Regions from separate parts of the Neogale vison genome. Here region 1 is linked to region 2. The links are chromatin contacts, called in public Hi-C maps. All regions are on one chromosome and are shown on one strand. The core of a region is the stretch at or near the end of the contact, and the rest is flanking DNA. Distances in the headings are between cores, read along the strand shown.

Evidence for each region. Hi-C and Micro-C count contacts between places; a contact is called where the count stands out from the background.
Region 1: a Hi-C map of fibroblasts shows a contact between it and region 2, with 5 times the contacts expected there. The contact joins the promoter of BABAM2 here to the promoter of FOSL2 in region 2. A contact is called at or near these places in 2 of 3 Hi-C or Micro-C datasets (fibroblasts and muscle).

The regions. Positions count from the first base shown.
Region 1 is chr8:122,488,491-122,495,117 of ASM_NN_V1, forward strand. It overlaps BABAM2 (BRISC and BRCA1-A complex member 2), which reads right to left and starts at 3,946. Exons shown (of 12, transcript XM_044261850.1): 1 at 3,845-3,946; 2 at 156-306. The coding sequence starts at 283. It overlaps RBKS (ribokinase), which reads left to right and starts at 4,275. Exons shown (of 7, transcript XM_044261861.1): 1 at 4,275-4,428. The coding sequence starts at 4,340.
Region 2 is chr8:122,032,239-122,038,206 of ASM_NN_V1, forward strand. It overlaps FOSL2 (fos-related antigen 2), which reads right to left and starts at 3,938. Exons shown (of 4, transcript XM_044261846.1): 1 at 2,963-3,938. The coding sequence starts at 3,061.

The sequences.
Region 1 (6,627 bases), core at 2,696-5,195, 460 kb after region 2:
ATCTGGACAAAACCAACTGCATCAACATGTGCTAAGTTCAAGACCTGATTTAATTTCTGTGGTGTTCAATTTTGATGAATCTGATGGGAAAAGTGTATTAGTAATTAAGGCTGGATTGGGTCTGATGCATTAGTTGTAGTAGTGCTGGTACCTACCCAGACTTCAAGTCAGTTATCCTCAAACAGTTCGTAGCATCCAGTCCCACTTTTCCATTGCGGACCACACTAGATATGAATGGGGACAGCATTGGAGAAATTCGGTTCAAGGCCACTTCTGGGGACATTTTGGCTTGATTTGCAAATCACACTGAAAGGAGAAGGAAGGGATGGTGGTCAGAGTATTCAGAGGAACTAGACAGAATGGGTTTCCTGAAAACTGGCACAGCAACACGGAAATTTCTCTTGCATGAATAAACACTTCACTTCCTGTCTTATAGCGGCCTCTTCCAATGACCCCTTCAGAAGAAACCAACCCCCTGCTGCTCACCTCCTCAGGAGAGAGACAGCACCAATGCTTTTCAAGCCAGAAGCAGCCCTTCAATCCAATTCCCTCCTCCTTTCCAAAGCTGACCGCTATACTTGCCCCACACAAGCTAAATCTACCCTGCTCTATCTTACAACTGACAGTTTCCTACTTTGAGGCCTTAAGAAGCCTTCACTAACAACCCTCTCCCCCCACACACAAAATGTACACTCCATTAAGTTTGGAACTGCTCCCTTGGTGTCCCCACAAGAAGGACTTGATTGGTAATACTATATGAAATTCAAGAATAAGCATAACCTACTTATAATTGTTACTTACGAGAAATTATTTACTTCTGATATACTGTCCCTCCAGTGTGTTATAACTACCTGCTTTGTGATCTCTCCCCTGCAGGGACTATGTCTTGAATTCCTAGTGTTTAACAAAAGTACCTGGCACTGCTAAGCATCCAGTAAAAATCTTTAAATAAACAAATGAATAAAGAGACCAAAAAAACTAGAGAAATATTAAGGTATGGAGAGAAGACAATATTCCCTCAAAAAAATATGGTCGAGGAGAATGTATCTGAAGAACATATGTAGCAAGAAGCTATTTAACGGGGCACCTGGGTGGCTCAGTGGGTTGAAGTCTCTGCCTTCGGCTCAGGTCATGATTTCAGAGTCCTGGGATCCAGCCCCACATCAGGCTCTCTGCTCAGCGGGGAGCCTGATTCCCCCTCTCTCTCTCTCTCTGCCTGCCTCTCTGCCTACTTGTGATCTCTGTCAAATAAATGAATAAAATATTTTTTTTTTAAAAAGCTACTTAACAATTAAATCATGAAAACATACACTTATCCGGATATTAACCAACACAAACAAACATGTATCTAAAAGTCTTAGCCTTTCAAGCACTAAGAAGTTCTTGCACTTGAAAATACAGAAGTAAAACCAACAAAGCGTGTCTAAATTATCTGGAAACCCAGGGGCTAGGGGAAGGAATGTATGAATTCCTCTAAACAGATTTCTAAATGAAAACCTCTAGTTTCAGAGGTGAGTAAATCCATTTAAATAGTCACTTTCTTCCTCAATCTGAAAGGATAATTCCTCATCAAAAGCAAATGAATTTCCTCTAAGTTACAACTATAAGGAAATGATGTCCTAGTCCTAGTTTTCATATACTTTACCATATGGGGACTTAGAGGTCTCTGCCAAAAGAAAGGCTGAAAACCATACCTGTTTTAATCACTTTGGATAGTAATAAAGGGAAGGACTGCAATGATCTTTCAAAAAATAATTTAGCTACCTTAAATGGTGATGACACCCAGAAAACCTTTGAGGCTGTGTACTTCAGTACTCAAATCATCCTTTCTGCAAATATAAAATAAGCTCCTCTTCCATCCACTTAAGAGATTACTTCTTCCCACCATTCCAAAGTCACTACAAAGTAAGAATAAACATCTAATGTCCTGTATCATCAATCATAAAAACCACACTGTACATTTTCGTAACACTACCACTTATAAAGAGCTTCCAAAAATATTATCACAGTTGATCTTCACAATCCTGGGCAGTAGGCAGGTTTTAGAATTCCCACTCTACAGGAGATAAGGATAATTTCTGTCATTTGTCTTTGAACAGCACACTAACCCATATTAGCATTTTGAAGCATTTTTTTCCTATTCTGTGACATTTCCATTCTTATTTCTATCCACTGATGTCACAGTTCTTGAAAGGATGCTTATCTAGATCATATGCAAAACACAGAAATACTCATCTGGAAAAAAAGCAAAGGATCTCACCTACATTACAAAATTATTCTTCCATGCTTTTCCCCATCATACTTATCATTATTTTACCTCTCATTTCTATGAAAAATGGAAAAAGAATGAACACATTCTGAAAAATCTACTGAGTATCAGGCACTCTATCACCCACCTCTACCTGTAATTTCATTTCCTTCACCCCAACAACCCTGTTCTCTATTACTGTTCCCATTTCACAGATAGGAAAACTAAAGCGCAGCAGGTCTAAGTAACTTGTTCAAAGTCACACACGTAGCAAGAATAAAAACCAGCATTCAAATCCAGATCTCCCTCAAAGTCCACTACACCCATCCTCCTCTCCCATAAGCATGTATAATTGCAATTACCAAAGAGAAAGGCATCAAAGTCACCTGTTTAAAGTGTACAACTCATAAAACTGGAAGAGAAAAAAAAAATTACAAATTTGAACAAATGGTTGCCTGACCATCAGAAACACGTTTGACTACAGCTGGTCTGCTGCCAAAGCTGGCCTGAGTGACCCGCCAGTCAAATACCATAGGGAAGAAACCTGCACCAAAAGCCAAACTATACTTAAGGTGACAACAGCCCATTCCAATTCAGCAACTTTCAGGACCTTTGACTAACACCTGAAGGAATGAATTTCTTTGTGTTAGAACAGCTACAGTACTATTTTTTGACAGTGCAAGACTTCCTGCAGTATTAAAATGTTTCCACCGTTAAGTGTAGTGACTTCTGTAAGACAGAGGAGAAATAAATACTCCAAAACCAGAGGTCACCAAACAGCCAAAGATGATGGTTCTTCAGTGTGATCCTTTTGAGCCAGGGACACGGACGGGGGAACACCTACAATAGTGGCTTTCACACATCACAGTTCCATGAGAGATCCCAGCTAGGCACAAATTTACAGTGGCCAGCCTCCCCTGAGTGCTAGCTGTGCGATTTCTATTTCCTGATTTTGACGTATTACAAAAGGAAAATGCAGAAATACAATTTTTACAGGGACTGCTGCTCGAAATAGGGTCACATGAGGTCCTCGAAGGGGAGCCTGGGGACTACAAAGACGTCCTAGGCATCGTCCAGTATCTCGCAATTAAGATGAGATGCCAAACACGGAAACGTGTGCCCTGCTGACGTCATGGAACGGAAAGGGGTGGCGTCCTGCTGCGTCACCTCAACGTCATAAAGCGCACGAGGGAAGTAAGTGGGGAAGCAATTTCTCCAGGGGCAACATTCAAGGAAAACAAGTCGGCTCGGACCCAAAGAATGACCACCCCACTCTAGGGGCCATCTAAAAAGGGATACTCTCCCTTTTCCCAAACTGTATGGTCCCCTCTTCAGGCGGGCAGAAGAAAGGAGTCTGAGGTTATTGAGGGAGCAGGGGGCGGGCTAGATATGCAAAAAGAGCGGCCTCTGGCCTTGGCGGGGGTCTCGTTCTTGCGGGGACCAGCGTGATGGGGATGAGCAGGGCATCTTCGGAACGGGGGCCTTCTCTATAGGAAGAGGCGGCGAGCCCTGGGCATACTTAAACCACGATCCTGTGCACAGGCCACCTGTGCGACTCGGGATCCAACCTCCCCGCACCAGCCCCAGTCCAGGTACCTGGAACTTAGTCCGATCGGTAACCGGCGACTACGTGGGGTACAGGTTACCCGAGCGCGCCCCCGACCGACGCACCGACCTGCGCGCGCACCGCGAGCCGGATGCGTGCGCGCCCCCGGACGTCCCGCCCCGCCCCCTCTGCGGCCCTGGAGCCGGGCGGCGTGCGCGCCCCCGGACGCGCCAAGCCGGGCACTCGGAAGGGCGTCCCCGCCGTGCCTGAAAGGTCCTTCCTCCGCGCCCGCCTCGTGGGTGGCGAGCGGCGTGGAGTCTGGAACTCTCAGGAGGGCTCTGTAACGAGAGGGAGTGCAGGGAGACCGTCCCGGGAAGAACGGAGGGCGGCTGGGGAAGGGGTTATTTCGGGCAGTCAGGTGGGCGACCCGCAGAGGCGTCTGGAAGGCCCGCGTCGTTAGGGAGCGTAGGAGCGGCGTTCCTGGTTACGGGGTCGGGCAAAGGGCAAAGGTCAGCCTCCGGGGTGGAGAGCACCTCCTTTGGGCCATGGCCGCATCTGGGGACCCCGGCCGGCAGTGGCAGGAGGAGGTGGCCGCGGTGGTAGTGGTGGGCTCCTGCATGACCGACCTGGTCAGGTTAGTCCGGCTCAGTACGCAGAGCTTGCGGTGGAGGGAGGGGGCGGACTGTGCTCGGCACCGGAGCTCCGGCGACGGAGAGGGCCCGCTTGGGGGTGAGCGGCCGGTTTCCCTAGCCCGCAGCCTGCCGCCCTGGCGTGGAAGAGGCCGAATGGGAGTTGGTAAGGTTAACTGTCAAGTTCGGCAACGTGAGAGGCCAGGGTGTAGTGGAAGCTCTTCCAGTTACTGGAAGCGCCCGCCAAGACCTGCTCGGGTTTTTCGACCCGTCGGCCGAGCCTGTCTCCTGACTAGCCTGAGGAGCCTTGGTCAAGTCGTTTTATCTCTGAGAACGTGCCCACCTCCCAGCATTGTTGTGAGGACTAAATGAAGGAAATTTGTGAACGGTGACACGAACCAGGTTGGGTATTGGTCGTCTGAACTCGAACGAGTGGAACAGAGATCAAAAAGTCCAAAAGACAATCGACCTTTCGTGGGTCACCTTTGACCATATCGGCTGTTGGCATTCCTTGCTTTTCAGTATTATGTGGATCAGTATATGGGTTATCTTACGGCAACCCGAGTGTGTATCAAAAACCCATAAACACGAAGTTTACAACATTAAAAAACGTGATAAAATAATGAACATCTGCTAACTGAAAATACATTGGTTGGAGAGATCCCTAATTTTCCCCTTTTTTTTTTCTTTTTTAATGAAAATGGCAGAGTGCCTAGCTGACTGGGTACTGGAGCATGCAACTCTTGAGATTGTGAGTTCAAGCCCCACCTTGGGCTTAGAGCCTGCTGAAAAAAAGAGAGAGAGAAAGAGAAGGAAAAGAAGGAAAGGAGAAAGGAAAGAAAATGGCTTTCCTGACTCTAACAATAATAGATGTTCATTATAAAAAAAAATCAGATATTCCAAGAAAATTCTACCATTCAGATTGCTTCTGTTTAGTATTTTTGTGACTGGTTTTTCAGATATGCTATTTTTACATTAGAAAAATTTAAAATGATCGGGGATACTACAGTAAGACCTCATCTGTCCTGCAACGTTGCTTTTCCAAAGGATAGCAAGAGAGCCTGAAAATAGGTAAAAAGGCCTTGAGAAAATCAAGTCACCAGATCTCTGCCCCACCTATGCTTTAGAAAATAGTTCCAGGGTCTGTATGTAACCAATTTAGTCTTATGTTGCTTAAATTATTTATAAGCTAGGTTATCAAATTTCCAGACAAAGAGTAGAAAGGGGGAGAGACTGCTAGTGATTGCCAAAAACATACTTTTATAGGTGCAGTGGCAAAAGAGTCAGAAAACTAAACAATTTTCCCGTGCACCCTATAAGTGTCAGGTTTAAAATTCGGAGCCACTTTCTTCTTAAACTAAGTCTGAGCTTTCTGTGAAGCTTGACCATCAAACGTTAAGGATAACAATACTTAATAAAATGAATATTCTTCATAGTTGGGGGAGGGTGGAGTGTCAAGGGCTCATGTAGCATCTGTCGGGATTTTAAAATCTTATTTAAGAGCTAGAAGAATTTGGGGTGCCTGGATGCCTCCATCAGTTAAGCATCTCCTAATTTCAGGTCAGGTCATGATCTCAGGATTGTGGGATTGAGCCCTAGCGTGGAGCCTGCTTAAGATTCTCTCTCTCCCTCCCTCCCTCACTTCCTCCCTCTCTGTCTTAAAAAATAAAACAAGAAAATCTAGAGGAATTTAGAGAGTATTTATTCTACCTCTTCAGTTCATAAAGGAGTAAACTGAGGTACAGATAAATAAAAAAAACTCTTACATTGTATATAACCTAATTTCTCTTCTCTCGCCATTTTCTTTTGTAAAGAAAGAAAGGTGTCTACTTCTCATGAATCACTAGTAAAAGTTTTACTCCCTTAGAGACTGTCTTACAGCTTTTCTGCAAACTACTTATGGTTGCTGATTATTCCTGCCTCTGAAGATCTTTACAAATACCCGTTTTTATTTAAAATCCTTCATCTGTGATAGACTTGGGTCCGACGTTGCTAGTTAGGGTATATGTCATATTCCCATTAGTTTCCTCTTGCTGCCATAACAAATTGATACAAACTTAGTGGCTCAAATAATACAAATTTAATACAGTTCTGGAGGTTAGAAATCTGACACAGATCTCACTGAGCTAAAATCAAGACTTCTGTAGGCTGCATTCCTCCTGGCAGCTCTAAGGGAAATCTGTTTTCTTGTCTTTTCCAGTTTC
Region 2 (5,968 bases), core at 2,688-5,187:
AAGGGCGGCTGCCGAAGAAGAGAGCTAGCCTGGTATTCCTTGATTCCAGAAAGGAACTGCCCCTCTTGGTTTATTTTCACAAGTTATCTGAGGAACCGACAAATGGCAACCTTGGAAAAGTTCTGGGTCTTGTTTTTGTTTTGTTTTTTCATTAAAAGGGGGGCCCAGCTGATGAAAACAAGTTATGAAATGACCTGTGTTTGTGTAACTGGATGATTGCGTAATGCTCAAGCCCTGAAACCGTAATAGTCGGGCAGCCAGGCAAGGCATATATCTGGGAGGTGTTTTCCTAGGAAACTCAGAAGAGAGAGAAAACAACAACAATAAACAGAAAATGCCAGGAGGGGGAGGTGTGTGCAACGATTATTGATGAAACAAAGTCACCAATGACCAGCCTTCGAGATTAAAACTATAACTGGAACAGGAAATATTTTTCATGCTTGGAGTTCCTGCCATATACAAGAAGACTGGTTTCAACATCGAGTTACCTGCCCCCCACCCCTCCGAAGTCCCTGCAACTCATGGCCATGTGTTAAAATCAAGCTTTATTAAACTAGAGAGAAGAAAGTTTTGGTTTGAGTAAACAGCAGCAAACATATCGGGAGTATCAGACCCCACAAACAAACAGATGGGGGAAAAATAATGTTCACTGGCCCAAGGGAAAACCAGAGTACCCTCTTTTCTTATACCGACCAGTCCACGGAGACGCTACAAAGGTGGAAGTCCCAGCATAAATGCCAGGAAAGCCGCCCCATAAAAGAAGCTGAGAGAAATAAAGTGATCACAAGTCATATCTGGTATGTAATAAAGTTACCTTGAGCCCGAGATCGGGTGGGGTCCAGGCGCAGACTTGGGAAATAACAAAAGCCTCTCAAGTCCGTCCGAGGACCACAGAACAGCTTGGTTCCAAGTTGGAGAGATGATGGAAAAACCTTCCCCCACCCCACCCCCACCCGCCTCCTCCCATCTCCTTCCCTAGGAGTGGACAGGCTGAGAAACTTGTCCAAAGCCGCATTACCTTGCCGATCCCTCTCGTTTGAAAGGCACCTCACTCAAGCTGCTGGGCCAAACAGGCAGGCGTCTATGCGAGAAGCCCGTGCACTAGTTATTACTAATTGCAAAATCCTTGTGTGTTACAGCATGCTAGGAATTAGCCCACAGCTGCTTTTTGCTTCGGTAATGAGGCCCCATTACACCCTGCTGGACTGAGTTCTCTTCCTTCTTCCTAGCACTGGTTTCCTGTCTGATTTTCTTCCAAAACAGGGAATTGCCTCCGCTCACATCCTGGGCTCAAAGCCCTAGTGACACAGATTATTCAATCTGGGCACTGATGTCCGGTCTGACTTCCCATTTGGGCCCCAGGGTCTGAGCAAAGCCAGGCGGCAAGATTGTCATATTACAGTGGTAAATGCCAGGAAAACGGCAGCAAAAGGGACAGACAAGATATCAAAAGATCTCTTTCAGATTCAGGGAGGAGGAGAAGGACGTTTTGGCAGCTTGTTGAATTGGAAAATAAGGGAATGGGTATAAATGACTCCGACCCGTTGCTTAATGATATTTGGATTCAATTAAAACCACCAATGGGACTGGAAAGCAAGCAAAAGCACTTTTTAAACAAGATTTAAAACTCATCACCTTGGTGCTCATTATAAAGGGTGCCCCAAATGCTCCCTCAATGCACCGACCAGATTCTCTACGGAAGGTGCTTGTGGGGGCACCAGGGGAGATACAGAAAAGCCATTCTGGGGACTCACCAAGTATGGGGAACCCCTTTGCGACAAGGTATCCCTCTTCAGATCTCAAAGAGCTCCGTCTTTCCATTTTATTTTCTGGCAGGATCCACCCCTCCAGGGGAAGCCCACCCCAGCCCCTCCTGGCTGGCTGGCTTCTAGAGGCCAAGGCCACTGCCTTACCAGGGCAACTCCTGCTGTAGTCAACTTGCCCAGAGACTCCGCAGATCCTGACCCAGATGGGCTTCGGGTTGTAGTGGCCTTGTTTGCTAAGCCAGCTCCCTCTGAAGCCTGAGGGTGGGGGTGGGGGGCAGCTGCTGCAGAGGGCAGACACCCCACTAACCCCACCAGCACCCTTCTGGTATTTACAGACACAGATCGCAGGCACAATCCTTCCAGTGCAAACCAGTCCGGCTGCTTTAGAAACAAGTTGTTTTTCCGCTTCCAGAACCACCCAGGAGCCTAAGCAAGCTCTCTTCTCCCCCCCCCCACTTCTCTCTGCAGGCGTCCTTGCCCCAGGTACCCCTCCCCAGACCCTCAAGGCGCCCCTTCTGGTGGCAGTACAGGCTCCTTCTCTGACCCCAACAGGAGAGGGATGGGCGCAGGGGCACAAAGACGCAGGGCCCAAGCCTATCAAGGCTGACCTCCTCCTTCCTGACCTTCGCACCCTATTCCCTGAGCGACAACCCTCACCCTCGCTCTGGATTACTTGAAGGAGCCTAACCATGTTTCCGAATCCCTAACCTCTTTCAGAAATTAATACTGATGGAGAGCAGGGGAAGAGAGGGAGAGGGCTCTCCCGCAGGAACGGAGTCCTTGGATGTCGGGAGGCGCCAGTGGATGCAAAGATTTTTTTTTTTTTTTTTTGCCCACCGCGGAGAAGTGACGGGGGTGGGGAGGAGGGAGGGATTTCTGGGAGAGGAGTTAGGCTCCGGAGAAGGAGAGCTGCTGCAATTCCAGGAGCTTGTCTGCGTAAGATGTAGAGTGAGGGAAAGGGTTTGCCGGCTCTTCAAGCCCACTCCTCGGTCCAATTAAAAAAAAAAAAAAAAAAAAAAAGTGTTTGGGGAGAAGGGTGGGCAGGACAACACGAAAATCCAAAACTTGCAATAGTGACCCCGTAGGAATTTTCTCGCCAAGCCAAAAACGGGAAAAGAAAGCAAAAGAGGCAGTGGCGGCGAGAGGAGGGCGGGGGTCCGCCCGCGCCGCCAGGTGCACCCGGGGCCCGCACCTACCTGCTGGCCGCCGCCGCTGGTGTAGGACTCGGCGTGCGCAGGAGAGCCGCTGCTGCCCCGGGACGAGGTGTCAAAGTTCCCGGGATAATCCTGGTACATGATCCGCGGTGGGGGCCGGAGAGGAAACAGGGTGTTTTTCTTCCCCCGCCCTCGCCGCGGCCGCGCACCGGCTGCTGCGGGCTCGCTCCCTGCCGGCCGCGCCTCGGGCTCTGGTCTTCGCTCCCGGGCTGCTCCCGGACGGTGGCGGGTGCGGACGGGAGGCGGCGACAGCCCGGGAACCGTGCCTCCCGAGCGCCTCGCGCTGCGCTGCGCTGCTTTCCTGCTCTCCGAGCGCCGCGGGACCAGCGGGCCCCCCAGTCCCTCCCTCTAAAAGTCCGCGCGTCCCTCGGTCCCTCCCCTGCGCGCGCCCTCCCGCTCCCGCGCGCAGTCGGAGCCCAGCCGGGACAGCCGGCCCGATCAAAAACTGAAAATTAAAAAAAAAAGAATAAGAGCCCGGCGGATCACGCCTGCCAGGTCCGGGGGCCCCCCGATTTCAGACAGGGCAAAGAAAAAACAAACAAAACAAACCAAACCAAAAAAAGGCGAAAAGAAAGGCTGCCCGCCGGGAGAAACTTCTATTTCCTCCTTTTAGAAAAGGAGCTGAGAATAAACTTCCTGTGGCCGACTCGCCGCCGGAGTTTCGGAGCGGCTCGGACACTTGCGGGGAGAAGGTAGCCCGTGCCCGGCCCGCGCGGTTCCAGCCGAGCCGGCGGTGAGAAGGACGCGGCCCCGCTGCCCGTACCGCCGCTGAGGCGCCCGACTGCACCCCTTCCCCGGCGCCCGCTCCGGGACGGGCCGCCTAGCCCGGCCGCGCCTCTCTGCCTCTCTCCCCGGCCCGCCGAGCGCCGTTCACTTGCCCGTCGCTTCGCTCGGAGCCCCTGCGCTCTGCCCGAGATGAGTCACTACAATGGCACGAGTTCAACTCCACACTCTTTATTCTCCAGCCCCTGTACCATGTGGATTCACTCACGTCAACCCCAGACTCCACCTTGCAAGGGAGGAGCGCGCGGGGAGGCGGAGGGGGGGAAGGAGGAGGAGGAAGAGGCTCGGGAGGAGGCGGGCGCAGCGCTCCCCTCCGTGCCCCGGCTCCCGGCCGCGCTGACGCCAGTCGCACACCCGGCGCGGGGAAGAAAGGCGGTGGCGGGGCCGGAGCGGACTGCCCGCGCGGCCTGGGCGCGCCGAGGCGGCCCCGGCCCCGGCCCTTCCCCACCCCCGCGCACCCCCGAGCCCAGCGCCCTTGGTCTGTTCCATTGGCGCACGTTGCCAAAGATGGTCATTTGCGTTAGAGGACGCGAGTGCGGGTTCCCTCGCTTTCGGGTGACGTGGAGGGAGAGGGATTCCCTCGCCGGCTCCCGAGCGCGCCGCGGCCTTCCCCCTCCCCTCCGCCGCCCGGGGAAGGGGCGCGGGGCGGGGCCCCCGAGTGCGGCCGCGCGGGCCTCGGCGCCGGGTTTTACAAAATAATCACAGCCTGGAGAGCGAGACGGGCGGTTCAGCGCGGCGCCACCGCGAGGCCGGGAGCCGGGCGCGCAGAGCCGCTCTCAGGGAGGGCGCGGCCAAGCGCGATCCTCGGCGCCGCCCGGTGCAGCGGGCGCCCTGGGCGCGCAGGGTACCCGCGCCGCCCTGCGGCCGGCCCATGGCGGGGCGCGGCGCCGCCGGGCGGGGCCGACCTGCCTATTTTTCCCTGCGTGGCTGGCTGCCCATTGCTCCCCCCCCACCCCGAACACACACACACATTTTTTTTTCCCCCGGCCCTACAATTAATTTGTTAGGAGTAGCCCTGAAGAAGAAATTAACCAGTCAAGACATTCCGGCTTCCCTGTGTGCGGGACAATTAGGACGCATCTAATAGTAAGCGGGCGTTAGAAGCAAACTCGACTGTTAAGAATTAAGAAAAAAAAAAAAAAAAGAGGAGAAGGGAGGGAGGCAGGCCCGGGAGAGGGTGTGCCCCAACGTTGTCTTCAGCTGTTTTGGAGGGAAGTTCAGGCAGCAAGGAGTCTGGACTCCGGGGTCTTCCCGCCTCGCCTGGTGGGGCGGGGCGAGGTGCGGGTTAAAGAGCACAGACCTCGGAGTACGAACGCCAAACTGTGCTATTTATGAGCTGTGAGACTTTGGGCGAGTCCCTTAACCATTCTGGGCTTTGGTTTCTTCCTGTAAAATGAAGGGGTTGGGAAAGATGACCCTCTAAGGCCCTTGCCAGCTCTGGAACTTCAGTTCTTCTGCAGAAAAGGCCTCGGGGGAGCACTGTACTGGGAGTCCAGGAACTTGGGTCCTGGTCCAGGCATTGCTTTAGTCTCGGTTTACCCAGCTCTTACGAGGCGTCACCTGTACCCCCACAGGGTCCTTGTGAGGACCCGACGCGAAGATGTGTGAAGACCGTGAGCCCTGGTGAAGCGCTATGCGTTGTAACACGTCACAGATCCCGTCCTCAGTTTCCTTATCTGTAAAGTGGGGGAGTTGCTAGGAAAGAAAAATAGAGCCGGGAACTCAAAGCTTTCCCGGGGCTCTATATAAAGCGCTGGCGTTTCCGGGACGGCTGGCGGCATCTGGCCGCCCCAGTGGCCCGAAGATACGGTAATCCCAAACAATACTCGGGGTCATTGTTTACAGCTATAAAACACATTCTGTCCTGAACTCCATCCCCAAGGACGCCCAAGGCGAAGCTGGCCAGACCCCTCACACCTCCGCCCGCCGCCCTTCGGGCAGAGTCCCCAACTCTGCGGCCGGGGAGAGGTGTGCGGCGAGCGGATGTGCACACCGGCCGCGGGGACTGCGCGGAGGAGGGGGGTGTTGTTTTGTTTGTTGTTATTGTCGTTTCATCCCTGAGTCCTGCTTGCCTGGGTGTTTACGCGCCTCTCCCAGCAGGACTGAGTAAATGCAGTTCTTTGACGCAAAACCGATCAACCCTTTCCCCAGCGGCAGTGGCAAAACCAGAAAACTGGGGGTGGGGACGGTGTCGGGGAGAGCGCA